Linked DNA regions of Mus musculus: region 2 is linked to region 1. A link is a contact called in public ChIA-PET data. All regions are on one chromosome and are shown on one strand. The core of a region is the stretch at or near the end of the contact, and the rest is flanking DNA. Distances in the headings are between cores, read along the strand shown.

Evidence for each region. ChIA-PET counts read pairs in DNA pulled down with a chosen protein or histone mark.
Region 2: an RNA polymerase II ChIA-PET map of memory CD8 T cells shows a contact between it and region 1, with 88 read pairs. The contact joins the promoter of Sun1 here to the enhancer-like site in region 1. A contact is called at or near these places in 7 of 115 datasets of contacts at active chromatin or transcription factors (CD8 T cells, the SCID.adh cell line, effector CD8 T cells and 2 more) and 3 of 9 other capture datasets (adipose tissue, liver and pancreatic islet).

Annotation. Positions count from the first base shown.
Region 1 is chr5:139,301,202-139,308,949 of GRCm38.p6, reverse strand. Adap1 (ArfGAP with dual PH domains 1) reads left to right here. Exons shown (of 11, transcript NM_172723.4): 2 at 1,078-1,208; 3 at 6,555-6,646. Among named protein-coding and RNA genes, the nearest start is that of Adap1, 20 kb to the left of the region's middle. Within about 2 kb of position 5,184, at least 64 of the 459 cell types and tissues checked have an H3K27ac peak or open chromatin away from gene starts, as enhancers often do. A contact at or near this core is called in CD8 T cells, the SCID.adh cell line, effector CD8 T cells and 1 more, where this site is marked.
Region 2 is chr5:139,198,269-139,206,016 of GRCm38.p6, reverse strand. It overlaps Sun1 (Sad1 and UNC84 domain containing 1), which reads right to left and starts at 5,380. Exons shown (of 23, transcript NM_024451.2): 1 at 5,318-5,380.

The DNA of each region.
Region 1 (7,748 bases), core at 3,935-6,434:
ATTGTGGGAGGAGAGAATTGACCCCCACAAGTTGTCCTCTGACCTCCACACCATGGCACAAGACTCACATGCATTCACATAAATATATACACAAGTAAATAACCGAGAGCCAGAGTGCTAGCTCAGCAGTTACGGGCGCTCACAACTCTTCTGAAGGACCCAGATCTTAATCCCAGGACTCACACGGCAGCTCACAGCCATCTGTAACTCCAGTTCCAGATCTAAGACCCTTTTCTGGCCTCCTTGGGTACCAGGAACACACAAAGTACACACACGTGCAGGCAAAACACTCACACACAGAAGACTGTTAAAATTTAAAAAAAGAAAGAATGTAATTAAAAAACAGTTTTTTACAGATTCTTAACTGGTGCAGGATTTTCAGGCCTGTAATCTCAGCATTTTGGGAGGCTGAAGTAAGAGAGTCAAAAAGTTCAGGGTATTCCTGGGTTACAGAATGAGTTCTAGTCCATCCTCAGTAGCTTACTGAGACTGTGTTTCAAAATAAAAGGTAAAGAGATCTGGTAGTGTGGTACAGTGGTAGAGCCCCTGCCTAGAATCCCCCAGTGAGGGGCTGGGGGCGTGGCTCAGTGGTAGAGCTCCTGCCTAGAATCCCCCAGGGAGGGGCTGGGGGCGTGGCTCAGTGGTTGAGCCCCTGCCTAGAATGCCCTAGTGCAGTGGTTCTCAACCTTCTTAATGATATGACCCTTTAATACAATTCCTCATATTGTGGTGACCCACCCAACTATAAAATTATTCACTACTGCTTCATAACTGTAATTTTGCTATGGCTATAAATAGTAAATATTTCATACATAGGATATCTGATATGTGACCCCAGTTCAACCCCTAAAGGGGTCATGGCCCACAGGTTGAGAACTGCTGCCCTGGTGAGTGGCTAGGCTTTGGCTCAGTGGTAGAGCTCTGGTCCAGTGTGCTCAAGCCCTCAGTTCTATCACCGCCACCCCCTGTCATGGCCCTCTATTGGATTCTATGTCCTACCTTCCTGACCTGACTTTCCTCATGGGCGTGCTCTGGACTCCTAGGTGAGCTTCCCTGACCTCTGCCCTTCCCTTCTAGATCCTGACTGGGCGTCCTACACCCTGGGTGTGTTCATCTGTTTGAGCTGCTCTGGGATCCACCGGAACATCCCCCAGGTCAGCAAGGTGAAGTCAGTCCGTCTGGATGCCTGGGATGAGGCCCAAGTTGAGGTATGAGTCAGGAGAGGGGCACTGGATGGAGAGAGGGGCATGGGTACCCTGTGTCCATATATGGGGATGACCCTAGCTCCTTCATCTCCAGGCAATGGGCCCCTTCAGGGTCTGGGCTGTCATAGGCTGTGGCATAGAGCACAAGCTTTAAGGAAACTTGGGCTGGCTGAAACTGACGGTTTCATGGCTGATCCTTTGAGGAGCCACGTGGTAACAAAAATCAAAGCATTTGTCCATCTATCCACCCACATTCTTCCATCTAGCTATCGACCCATCCATCCACCCACACTCTTCATCCATCTACCTACCTATCCATCCGTCCACACATCCATCCATCCATCCATCCATCCATCCATCCATCCATCCATCCATCCACCCACTCATCAGTTCATCTAGCCAACCAACCAGGCATCTGTCTATCCATCTTTTCATCCACCCATCCATCTGCCTACTCATCCACTCATCCATGTATCAATTTATCCTTACATTCAACTATCCCTCCATTCATCCTCCCACCCAGCTATATATATATATATATATATATATACATATATATATATATATACACACACATACATATATATATATATCCACCTATATATTCATCTACCCACCCATCCACTCATTCATCAGCTATGTATCCATCCATTCATGCATCTATAACTCCATACATTTACCCACCTGCCTTTCTATTCACCCCCATCCTTCCATGCATGCACCCATACCTACATACATCTATCTATTCACCTCACATGGGCACATACTGTGTGGCTGGCTTGGGGAGCTGAGCAAGGAATAGGCATTGCTGCCCTCTGGGAAGGCAGGGGTGGGAAATGGGTGTGAACACAGGCCCAGGACACAGGGTAGCTGCTGGGATGCTGTTAGTGTGGCAGAGTGTGTGGCCAGCATAGGACAGATCCCCATATAGAGTGTGAACAAACACTGACAGGTTGGGGAAGCATATTCCTAGCTGGGATGATGGGCTCTACTACTGAGCCACACCCCAGCCCCTCCCTGGGGATTCTAGGCAGGGGCTCTACCACTGAGCCACACCCCCAGCCCCTCACTGGGGGATTCTAGGCAGGGGCTCTACTACTGAACCATGCCCCAGCCCCTCCCTGGGGGATTCTAGGCAGGGGCTCTACCACTGAGCCACGCCCCCAGCCCCTCACTGGGGGATTCTAGGCAGGGGCTCTACTACTGAACCATGCCCCAGCCCCTCCCTGGGGAATTCTAGGCAGGGGCTCTACCACTGAGCCACACCCCAGCCCCTCCCTGGGGGATTCTAGGCAGGGGCTCTACCACTGAGCCACACCCCCAGCCCCTCCCTGGGGGATTCTAGGCAGGGGCTCTACCACTGAGCCACGCCCCCAACCTCTCACTGGGGAATTCTAGGCAGGGGCTCTACCACTGAGCCACGCCCCCAGCCCCTCCCTGGGGGATTCTAGGCAGTTAGACTTGGTAATCTTCCAAGTCACCCTCTTCACTGTCCTAGAGAAGAAGAGGGTCTCAATCTTTGTGTTAAGGGCAGACTGGCCTTGGTCCAGTGATTCCATGAGGCAGTACCAGCAGAGACACAATGATAAGATGCTGTTGTCTCTGGCCAGGCCTGACTCTGACTAGGAAAGGGAACGTCAGCCTAGGCCAGTTCCCAGGCTCTTGGAGGAGTCTGGGCTTGGACCACAGGCCCCCTCCCAGAGGATGGTACTCCTACTTTTCCAGCACTCTCTGCAGTCTTTCACATTTCAAGGCTTGTATACTGTTCTCAGTGTTCTTCAGTTGTTTGGTTGGGTTTCAGAGACAGGGTCTCATGTGCAGGCCAGCCTGGAACTTGTGATGTGTCCAAGGCTGACTTGGAACTCCTAATCCTCCTGTCTCTGGGGATAGTGAGTGTGTGTCACCATTCTTGACTTACTTTTTTCAAGATTTTTTTTGTCTAATATCTTTTAAAAAGTTTTTTTCTGTACTGGGAGGTGGTGGCGCACGCCTTTAATCCCAGCACTCGGGAGGCACAGACAGGAGGATCTCTGAGTTGGAAGCCAGCCTGGTCTACAGAATGATTTCCAGGACAGCCAGGGCTACACAGAGAAGCCCTATCTCTGAGTTCAGTCCCTGGGACCCACATGGTGGAGGAAGAAAACTGACTTCCAGGTCGACACTCACCTCTGTGTGTGAGCTGTAGCATGTGGGCACGGAAACACAGTAAACCAACAAACAAACATAAATAAAATTGAACGTGGTGGTGCACACCTTTGATTTCAGCGGAGGCAGGCAGATCTCTGAGTTCAAGGCCAGCCTTATTTACACAACAAGCTCCAGGCCAGCCAGGGCTACAGTATGGAGTCCCCGACTTTTAAAAAGTGAAATAGCCAGACATGGTGGTTCATGCCTTTAATCTCAGCACTCGGGAGGCAGAGGCAGGCAGATCTCTGTGGGTTTGAGGCCAGCCTGGCCTACAGAACAAGTCCAGGACAACCAAGGCTCTGTTGTCCAGAGAAACCCTGTCTCAAACACACACACACACACACACACACACACACACACACACACACACACACACACACACACTGAAATGACAGAATCTCACTCTGTAGCTGGCCTGGTACTTACAGTCTTCCTTTCTCAACCTTATGAGTACTTGGGATGACTGGCATCACTACCGAGCCTGCCTGCTATTTGGTGTGTTTTAATAATCTGCTACTGTTGTGCATGGGGGCACATTTGCCAGGCTCAGCGGAGGATTGACAGTGTGAGAGCCCCCCCTTCCCCTGGTTTTGGCTTCTCACCCCAGAGGCCGCCAGTGACCAGTGCTTTGTGCTTCCTTTGGAAAATGTCTGTCTGTATGCTCATGCGTGTCTTTAACCCACATATAGGGACTGCTTTGTCTTTCCTGTATTCTGCCATGGTCTCTAGAGTATGTGGACCTTGCTCGCTGTCTCTGCATGGACACACTTAGATCATTCTTTCTTTCCCCTTCTATTTCCTGTTTCTTTTTATCTTTCTTCTTTGTCCCCTTTTTAGGTTGTGAAAGACAGGGGTCTCATGTAGCCCAGGCTGGCTCTACCTCACTATGTAGCTAAGGATGACCTTGAACCTTGATCTTCCTGCCTCCACCTCAGAGTGCCGACCTTACATCTACATCACCACACCCTACTTCTTTTTCTCTTTCAGTTTTAAGACACAGTCTCTCTTTATAACCCAGAACAATCTCACACTCACAATCCTCCTGCCTCAGCCTCCTGAGTACAAAGATGGCCAGCCTCGGGTTACTTTCAGTCCTATCTCTCTGTAATGATTGGGTCCCCCAAGCTGCTTCTCAGTGTGACATTTGTGCTTCTGGGAACTCACTGTTGACCTACATTCTTGGAGGTGGAGGTGGAAGGTCCGAGGCTAGGCAGCTTGGCAGCTCGGGAGAGTCTTGCCGGATCCCGCCATAGAGGACTCCAGCGAAAGTAGAAGAGGTTGCGCCACATCCCAGCTGGTGCACCTGTGTGGACCTAGTGGTGTATGCTTTTCCTGGGGAAGTTGGGTCCTCATCTTGAGCTGAAGGTTCTGAGAGAGCTTTGCTCTCTCTCTCTCTCTCTGTCTCTGTCTCTGTCTCTGTCTCTGTCTCTCTCTCTCTCTCTCTCTCTCTCTCTCTCTCAAACTCACTCTATAGACCAGGCTGGCCTTAAATTTTGAAATCTGCCTGCCTCTGCCTCTCAAGTGCTGGGATTAAAGGCGTGCGCTACCACTGCCCGGTGGCTGAGAGAGTTTTTCTATCCTCAGCTTGCTCTTTGCTCTTTGCTCTTAGCGGCCCTGCCATCTTCATTGCTTTTACCCTCTTGGGGTTTTTTGACCTGTTCAGGAAACTCGCCCAACCAAGAAGCAGGCTCATAGAAAATAGATTTTCACAAGTGTCTTGGTTTTACTCATGGTGGTTTTTGACATGGAAATTTTTTTTTGTCATGGCTTAGTCAAACTGATCAGCCTTTCTTGTGGTTTACAGCATACTCAGACAGACTCAGAGAGCGACTGCTTGTCACCTAGTGCATATGCGTGTACAGGTGCAAGCGTGTGCAGAGGTCAGAGGACAGCCTTGGGTGTCGCACCTTCCCAGGCACCTTCTGCTCTTTGTAATAGAGCCTCTTGTTGGCTTGTAACTTTGCCAATAGGCTAAGCAAACTGGCCACTGATCTTGCACGTGTCTCTCTGCTTTCTATCTTGACATTGCTGGGTTACCAGGGAATGTCTCGGCATCAGCTTTTTACATGGGGTCAAGCTATCACATTTATGAGACAAGAACTTTAACAGCTGAATCACCTCACCTTGAGAGTTGAGGTTTTGTTTTGTTGTTTTATTTCAGTATCAGTTATGGATTCTGGAGTCTAATATCACTAGCCCCTCACTGGGGGATTCTAGGCAGGGGCTCTACCACTGAGCCACACCCCAGCCCCTCACTGGGGGATTCTAGGCAGGGGCTCTACCACTGAGCCACACCCCCAGCCCCTCACTGGGGGATTCTAGGCAGGGACTCTACCACTGAGCCACGCCCCCAGCTCTCACTGGAGGATTCTAGGCAGGGGCTTTACCACTGAGCCACACCCCAGCCCCTCCCTGGGGGATTCTAGGCAGGGGCTCTGCTGCTGAGCTCCATCTCCAACCCCTGAAGGTTGTTTTTAATTTTTAATTTAATAAACAGCAAGCACCTTTCTTCACTGAGCTATCTTGCAGGTATATGAGTTGCTTTTAAAATGTTACTACAGTTATATACTTGTGGGTTTGTGTGTGCATATGTGTATGTGTGAGGGTACACATGCGCATGGCATGTGTGGAGGTCAGAGGACAACATCCAGGAGTTGATCCTCTCTTGTGTAGGTTCCAAGGATCTAATTCAGGTTTTTGGGCTTGGTGACACTGAGCTACATCATTGACCCCTGAATTTAATGCATTTTATTATTGTGTGTGTAAATCCCTGTATGGTATGTGGATAAGTGCAAGCTCACACATGCCATACTGAACTTGTGGTCATCAGAAGATAACTTTCAAGACTTAGCTCACTTCTTCTACCACAGGACCAGGAATTGAACTTGGATCATTTGGTTGGTGTGGAAGGTATTTTAACCTGCTGGGCCACATCACTGGCCCTTCTGGGCCTTTTCTTTAGGGCACTCCTTTTATATCCTATTCTTCCCTGCTTACTGGGAGCCCATCCTGAGACAGGATGGATCTAGGAGTTCCATCCCAAGGGCAACATTCTGGGTCAGATGACCTTGCAGTGGCCTAAAGGGGAGCAGTTACCCAGAAGCCACCACTGTCCCAGGATCCAGGGGTCCCTGGCTCTGACCATGCTCCTCTCTCTTGCAGTTCATGGCATCTCATGGGAACGAGGCTGCCAGAGCCACATTTGAGTCCAAAGTACCGCCCTTCTACTACCGGCCCACGTTCTCCGACTGCCAGTGAGTACAGAAAGGCCTCTGTCAGGAGCTGGTAAACAGCACTGGGCCTGGCCCTGGGTGGCACTGGGCGGGCCTATGGGACACTCAGAGGGGACTGAGACTTTTAGTATTTGGGGAAAGATTATGGGACAGGCCCTCAGGAGCCCAGTGAGAAGGGCCTTGGCTATCTCTACTACCTGGCCTCTATCCATTTATGTATGTATGACTGTATGTATATATGTATGTATGACTGTATGACTGTATGACTGTATGTATGACTGTATGACTGTATGTATGACTGTATGTCTGTATGTCTGTATGTATGTATGTATGTATGTATCTATCTATCTATCTATCTATCTATCTATCTATCTATCTATCTATCTACCTGTTTTCCCTTTATAGAAGCATCTTGATCTGTAGGTAGCCTAAGCTAGCCTGTAACTCCTCACCCTCCTGCCTCAGCCTCCTGAGTACTAGAAAACAGGCATGAACCACCATCGTGGTTTTATGCTTGTAGCTTCTGGGTGTGCCTTAGAGCACTGGGGAGCTATCAAGGTCCCTTCTCGGGGTCCTAAGCGAACCTTGGGCCTCTTGGATGCTCCTGGTGGTTTGGGTGGGAGATGTAAGAAGCTACCTGATGGCACCAGCCACCTGGTATCAAGAAACTTCAGGAAGAGGGACAGAGAGGCTAGCTACCTACTTTCTCTCAGCCTCAGTTTCCCCACCTTCCAAGCTAACAAGGACAGTCATAATAAGCCAGTGACAACTGTGGGCTTGGTTCTTCCCTCCCTCTCTCCTAGGATCCCAGCCCTAGCTCCCTGTGCAAGCCCTTTCTCCTGGCATGTGTAGCAGAGAGTGGGGGAACTGGGTCCCTCTTGGCTTGACACACCCCCTATGAACTTCCTTCCAGCTGTCTGTCTCCCAGGGCTTGGTCCTGTGTGGCACCTCTCAATCCTGCTGAGCTGGGGGGCCCTTTAGATTCAGTCCTTAGATTCTCTACTGACTTCTTAGTGGTCTCAAGGTTCCTGAAGGGCAGGGCAGAGCAGGGCAGGGCAGGGCAGGGCAGGACATCCCACTATGTCTGTCTTCTGGGTACCTGGCACAGATAGCCACCCCTGAG
Region 2 (7,748 bases), core at 4,131-6,630, 100 kb after region 1:
TGACAGATGAGCACAGGGCCAGCAAGACGGCTCAGTGGGCAAAGGTACTTGTCACAAAGCCTAGTGCCCCGAGTTGGATCCCTGGGACGAAGGTGTGAGGAGAGAGCTGACTTGGGCCAGCTCTCCTCTCCACTCTCCAACTAGGTGTTACGTATGGCACACGCACCCACACACGGAACAAATTAGGTGTTGAACACAGGCGTGAGATTTTCTGGAAAGGCAAATACGCATGGAACAGAAAGAAAGAGCCAAGAGATGGAGCTTTTGGAACAGCAAAAGTGCCTGGTTTTCATTGAAGAACTCCAAAGACTGGAGAACTAGTGACACCCCTTTGACATGTGGAAGTGAGGGTGTTAAGGAAACTAGGAGCCTGGAGGTGGTCAGACATGAAGTCTGTTGGCGATGCCCTCAGGCGAAACCACCTGCGCATGGTAGTAGGTACAGAGAATCCCCACACCCCTTCATGAACAACACAGTATTCAATAGCCACTTGTAGTGGCTCACATCTGTATTCTCAGCTCTTTAAAGATAAACTCCAAAGGTACAAAGCTGACCCCACCTTGCCAAAATATCATAGTGTGTGGGTGTGGTTCAGGGGGTAGAATGCACATTTCTCATACACAGGCACTGGGCTGCATCCCTGCACTGCATAAACCAGGTGTGGTGGTGTAATCCTGTAGAGGCAGGAGGGGCACACACTCATCCCGAGCCAGGTCAGTCTGGGAGGGAACTCCCTGAATGCAGCACACAGGCAGCATCACACCTGAAGGCGAAAAGACTTAATGTTCCCAAGTGCAGGAAGGAAAAGGACAAGACAGCAGTGGATCTCACAAAATTCAAGCCAGAGCAACTACTCAAGACAAGGGGAGAAAAGGGGTACAGACCGGAAAGACAGTAACAGTAACAGTGAGGCAACCTTTACTCTCAGCTGACAGGAGTTCATAGACAGAATAGCCTAAAGCTAACAAATTCAGCAAAGTGGCAGGATGCACAGCCACACAAAGCTAGCTGTGCTTCTCATGCTAGCAATGAACAAGGGCTAAGTGGAACTGAGAATTCCTTCCAACCGTACAGGCAAGAAAAGGCCTTGGGAATCAATTTAACCTCCCAAGGGCAGAACTGGGCACTGAATGCCACAAGGAAATGTAAAAAGTCCAAGAACAGAAAGACTCACTATCCTGACAAGCAATGCTGCCCAAAGGCTATACAGATGTGCTGTGACCCTTGTCACTATCCCAGGACCATTTCTGCAAACCCCGGAAAAGCCGTTCCTCATTTACACAGAACTGCAGAAGGTTCCAGAGAACAGGTAAGTCTGGAAAAAGGAGCTGAGCTGAGAAATCCACTGCAGGCCAAACAGCCCTGACATACAGGCAGACATATTCCAACAGAAAGTATACAGGGTCAAAGGTTAACCTTCCTTCTGAAGCCAACTGACAAGGGAAGAAAGTCTCTTTCTGCAAATGCTGCTAGAACGGTTGAGCTTCTATGGAAAGAATTAAGTCAGATCCTCAGACATCATAGCCCACAATGAACTCACAACAGATCAAAAACCTAAACAGAACCACAAAAACTATCAAACTTTTACAAAGGACATAAAAAGACAAGTCTTCATGACCTAGGGTTTGCAATACACCCACCTAAAGAAAACAGAACTTTATTACTTCAAGCATTAAAAATGCCCAAGAGGCACGGGCAGAGAAGTCTCTTAAATTTGAGGCAGCCTGGTGTACAGAGTGAGTTCCAGGCCAGCTAAGGCTATACAATGACACCCTGCCTCAAACAAATAAACAACAGCACAACAAACACTATCAAAAAGATGACCACCGCTGGCAAATGGCTCAATGGCTAAAGCATTTGCAACATAAGCCTGATGCCCAGAGTTCATCCCCAGGACCAATGGAAAGTGAAAGAGAATTTAATCCACAAAATTGGCCTCTGACTATACACACACATGCCCATACATATCACACACAAATAATAATTAGGGGAGGAGTCAAAGGTGAAGCAAACACCAGTCATACTAGCACCCAGGAGGCTGAGGCAGAAGGATCATGACTTTGAAATCAGTCTGAGATTATGGTGAGATGCTACCTCAAAGAGAGATGTAGATAGAGGTGGGGTGGTACTTGTGAGTCAGGTATGTGTATCTGGAATGTATTAACAACTTTCACAAATCATCAAGACAACCTAACTAAAAGACAGGGACAGGCTAAGCATGATGGATCACACTTTTAATCCCAGCACTTGGGAGGAAGAGGCAAGTAGACCATGTGTTCCAAGTCAGCCTGGTCTACACACATGCACATGTGCACATGGACTGGGACAGGGCAGAACAGGCATCTTTCCAAAGACATACAGACGGCCAATGAGGACCTAAAACAAAAATTCACACACATCCCTGTGTCATCTGGGAAATGCAGACCAAAGTCAAAGATATACTTCACTGAGATGGGGTGAGTGGGTGGACGGAAGGAAACCAAGCATTAGGAAAGATATGGACAAAGTGGGCCGTCTCCCACATTGTGGGTGGGAGTGTAAAACATTCAGCTTTGCGGAAAAGCAGACTGGATGCTCCGCACAGAATTAAACATAGACTTACCATGTGAGCCAGCAAGTCTACTCCTAGGTCTATACTCCAAGAACTAAAAACAGGTGTTCAGGGGCTGGAACCATGGCCTAGCCAGTAAAGAGTCAGAAACACAAAAATTGCCAGGCAATGTGGTGCACACCTTTAATTCCAGCATTTGGGAGGCAGAAGCAGGTGAATTTCTGAGTTCGAGGCCAGCCTGGTCTACAGACTGAGTTCCAGGACAGCCAGGGTTACACAGAGAAACCCTGTCTCGAAAAACCAAAAAAAAAAAAAAAAAAAAAAAAGAATTAAGTTCCAGTGAGAGACACTGTTTTAAAAATTAAAAATTAAGGAAGCAGGTGCTGCACGCCTTTAATCCCAGAATTTGGAAGGTTTAGGCAGGAGAATCTTTGAGTTCAGGGACCAGCCTGGTCTACAGAACCAGGACAGCTGGAACTACAAAGTGAGACCCTGTCTTGAAGAAAACAAAAAACAAAACACAAAAAAAAAGATTAAAAACAAAGATAGAGAATGATTGAGATAGGCACCCTACATCAACCTTAGGCCTCCACAATCTCTCTCTCTCTCACACACACACACACACACACACACACACACACACACACACGAAAACAGGTGTTCAAACACAAACTTGTTCCCATGTTCCTGGCAGCACTAAATCCACTGATGTGGATAAAGAGGATTTAATAAGGCCTTCGAGGAGGTTCAGTGTGACTGCGACCACACTTGATGACCTGAGTTTAGTCCCCCCCAGGAGTTACACAGGCGAAGGAAACAAGTGACTCCAGTAAATTGTCCCCTGACCTCAGCAAACATTCATGTGAATAAAATGTGATAGAAAGTATTTGTTAAATATTTAATAGGTCCATACAGTGGGAAACAATTCAGCCACAGAAAGTAATAGAGTAGGGGCACATGCTACACAGCACGGATGAGCCTTAAATGAGTTAACTAGAACAGGCGCACACACAGGCTGTAAGCAGAAGCTAACGGACAGGGAGGAGGAAAGCGGGTGGGCTCTGGCTTTACCTTTAAGGTGGTGAAAAGCCGTGGAACTAGATAATGGTGATAGTTGCATAACGCTGTATACAGTTAAAAGGGGAGTCACCCACCCACCCACGCATGCACGCACGCAAGCACACACAGCAGCTGGCTTTCACATTCATCCCCTTTCTGCTCTCTCCCAGGAAAAACAAAGGGTAAATAAATAAACTGAGGCCGCCAACCTTCGGGAAATAAAAAGTACCTCTCCAAATCTCTGGCCCAACTCTCCAGTGAGGACATGGGACCACACACCTGTGACCCCAGCACTGGGGAGCTGGAAGCACAGCACCCAGATTGCAACTAAGAGCCTGCTGGAGCTACCAAAGACCTACCCCCAACAAAAACCTAACGACCAAAAAGGTAGGGCAGACGATCCTATCAGACCCTCTGGTGACTAGAGCATAGACTCATGCCCAGTCCCCACAGCCTGGGTAGAGTTCTCCACAGCCTGCACGCTATAAAAGTGCCGGCCTGAGCCGGGCAGTGGTGGCACACGCCTTCAATCCCAGCACTTGGGTTCAGAGGCAGGTGGATCTCTGGGTGTTCCAGGATCACCAGAGCTGTATAGAGAAACCCTGTCTCGAAAAAGCAAAGAGTTCAAGACTGGCCTGGCCGAGGAAACCAAAAGAGAGAAGAACCAGAAATTACTGCAACTCTGCTCAAGAACATACCCAGGGCTGGACCCACAGGGCTGTGCACACCTGTGATCTAATCCTAGGTACGTGGAAGCAAGAGGGTTAGGAACTCAAGATCATCTTCTACTATATAGTCAATTCTAGGCGGGCCTGGGCTATCTGAGGACCTGTTTCAAGATGCCAGCTTAGTTGCACACATCCCTTTTACCCCAGCACTTAGGAAGCAGACACAGTCTGGATCTTTGTGAGACCAGCCTGGTCTACACAGCCGAGACAGTCAGAAGTACGTAAATGAGACCCTGTCTCCTGACACAAACAAAGGACCGAAAAGGAACATGAGGTTGGGACGCAGAAAGAAAAAAGAAAAGACCTTAGGAGAGATCTAAAATGTATGAACAGTCAGGTTAAAATTCGACACCGGTGCAATGGACGGAATGGTAAAATCTAATTAGTATTTGGTCCAGGAGGCGCGAAGCGCACACCGCAGGACTACACTTCACTCTACACAGCGGGGAGCACCAAAGTTCGCCGGGCTGACTGCATCGGGTCCCCCCGGCTGCATCCAAAAAAGCTCCAGCGGGCCAGCTTTGGTACCGTCCTGCGTGCCGGGCTGGGGGCGAAGGCAACTAACACGGGATAACAAGCTGGTGGCAGGGTGTGCAGGCCAGGGACTCGCTACCGGGCCCGCGCCCATCGCCGCACCTACAACACCTGTGCCCCAGAAGGGAGCGCCCCGGGGATGGCGCCTGCGTGGGTGCGCCTCGACGGGTGGCAGGAGACCCCGGAACCCAACACGCAGGGGTCCGGGGCGAAGGGGAACCAGAGTGCCCGGGCACACGAGACAACTGGACTCAGGGCGCCGGGGCGCGCGCGGCCTGGCAACGCGAAGGGCGTCACGCGCGTCGTGGCCAGTTGGCGGTTCCCACTTGGGGCCATCCCTGCAACCTACATCCCGGCCCGCCCTGAGACAGTCCCTAGTACCCGAGAGGAGTCCGCAGCGCCCACCCGCCTACTCGTCCCCTACAGCCCGCTGGCCGCAGCTCACCTGCCTCGCGCCGCCGCCTCAGGCCTCGTCCGCACCGCCCAGGCCCGGGACCGAAGACTCCCCACATCTACAGCCAATCGCGCGCCGCGCCGGGATCGGAGGCGGGAGCGACGCGAACGTCCGTCAATCCCAAGCGCGCCTGCTGAAGCTCCAGGCCAATGGGGAGGCCGCTGACCCGCCACGGCCCTGCGGGGGGCGGGGAAAGGGCGGGACGTGTGGCGTCAGTGGGCGGAGCGGGCGCGCTGGGACTTGAGGGGCCGCACCTAGGGAGGCTGCTCCTCTCCGGTGGCGTTAGAATTAGGATTCTGTGCAGAGGCGCACGCGCGCGCTGAGTTCCAGGCAGGGCTTCAGTGGGCCCAGAAGATCCGACTCCTGCTGAAGGAGCAGTGGGCTCCCAAACACATCCTCTTCTCAGTTGTCCCCGCGTAGCGTTTGCAGGAAACCTCCGACGCCCTGCCCTGCCCTGCCCTGCGGGCTGGAAGCCAGAGCCTTTTCTCCTGGGGACTCCACCCACCAGGCCCTCTCTCACTTGCGCAGTTTTGCAAAACCTTGAATTGCATTTGTTTTGTTTATAGGCAGGGTTTTATTCTGTAACCTTGACTGCCCTAAAACTCTACTGTAGACCAGACTGGCGTTGAACTCGCAGAGATAAGCCAGCCTCTGCGAAGCAGGACTTACAGGCGTGTGCCACCACGCCCCTCTTGGTTTTTCCTTTTTTAACTGTCTCACTGTGGCCTAGAATTCACGACATAGCCCTGACTGACCTCCAGTTTGCCACAATCCTCCTGCTTTATCCTCCCAAGCACTGAGATTACTACCATATGCCACAGGCAGCTGGCTAGCTTTCACTCTTTTCTAAAAGTGTGTTTGTGTGTATGTCTGTTTAAGTGGATGATGAATGTGTGTGTGTGTGTGTGTGTGTGTGTGTGTGTGTGTGTGCCTACAAAGGTCTCAAATGCCCCAGAGCTGCCAAAAGGGGATGCTGGCAACCAAACTACAGTCCCCGAATGACCAGCAAGTGCTCTTAATGGCTGAGCCATCCTTCCAGACCTTGGCTTTTACATTTTAAAAAAATTAATTAATTTTTTTTTTTTTTTTTTTTAGAGAGGGTCTCCATGTAGTCCTGGCTGCCCTGGAACTTGCTATGTAGCTCTGCCTGCCTCCACTGGGACCAGTAGCACTTACCACCATGCCTGGCTGGTTTTACACTTTTTAGAAAGGGTCTGGAGCTGGGAAGATGGATTAGTTAGTAAAATGTTTGCACTGTAAGCGTAAAGACCTGAATTCAATCTCAGAATACGAATTTAAAAAAACCAAAAGCCTAGTGCTGTATGTTTGTCATCTCAGTGCTGGAAAGCAGAGACTGGAATCCCTGGAGCTTGCTGGCCACCAAACTAACTTAACTTGATGGGAACCAACCCAATGAGAGATCCTGTCTCAGAAAACAAGGTGGATGGTGGTTCCTAAGGAAAGACACTAGTGAAGGCACATGCATGTGCACACATCTACACACAGACAGGGTCTGTTGCCATTGATGGCTTGGGATGCCTCTCTTTCCAGCCCAGTGCTGGGATTACAGGCATGTGCCCACATAGCCTGCTGCTGCAGCTTGTGATAGTCACTCAGGATGCACACACTCACCTCCTTATATGGCAAGCGTTTGACAATATGTTGATTTTTTCCACTGGCAAGTTGAGAGACTTTTCTGTAATAAATGTTAGAGGCTTTCGAGCCACATGGATATTTGTGGCAAACATTGAAGTCCACTATTAGTCAAGTGGGTGGATTTGGCAGGGCAGCTGGCTGGCTCCGCAGGCCAGAGAGCCCATTGTTTGCTGAAGCCTGGGCCAGCTGCTGGACATTTGGATTTTGTCAGTTAGAACTGTTGTGATTAAAGCTTTCTGTGCATTCAGAGGTAGATGTCTTTGTGGATATTTAGCGGTTTTGTCTTTTTTAATTTGACTTGTTTTTTTTTTTTAATTTTATGTGTATAAGTGTTTGTTTGCATTGTGTATGTGTGTGCCTGGTGTCCACACAGGTCAGAAGAAGTATCGGATCCCCAGAGCTTGAGTTACATATGGCTGTGAGCGATTTTGTGGGTGCTGGGAACACAACGTGGATCCTCTGAAAGAGCAATAAATGCTTTTAACTGATAAGCAGTCTCTTCAGCCCAGGTTTTGTTTTGTTTTATTTTGTTTTGTTTTAAGATGGAGTCTATGTAGCTCTAGCTGTCCTGGAATTTACTATGTAGACTATTCTGGCCTTGAACTTAGAGATTCACTTGTCTCTGCCAGAGATGGAGGAAGCCCATCTTCCTAGGTATTTATAAGAGTTATAATAACTTGGGAGGCGCCGGGCGTGGTGGCGTACGCCTTTAATCCCAGCACTCAGGAGGCAGAGGCAGGCGGATTTCTGAGTTCAAGGCCAGCCT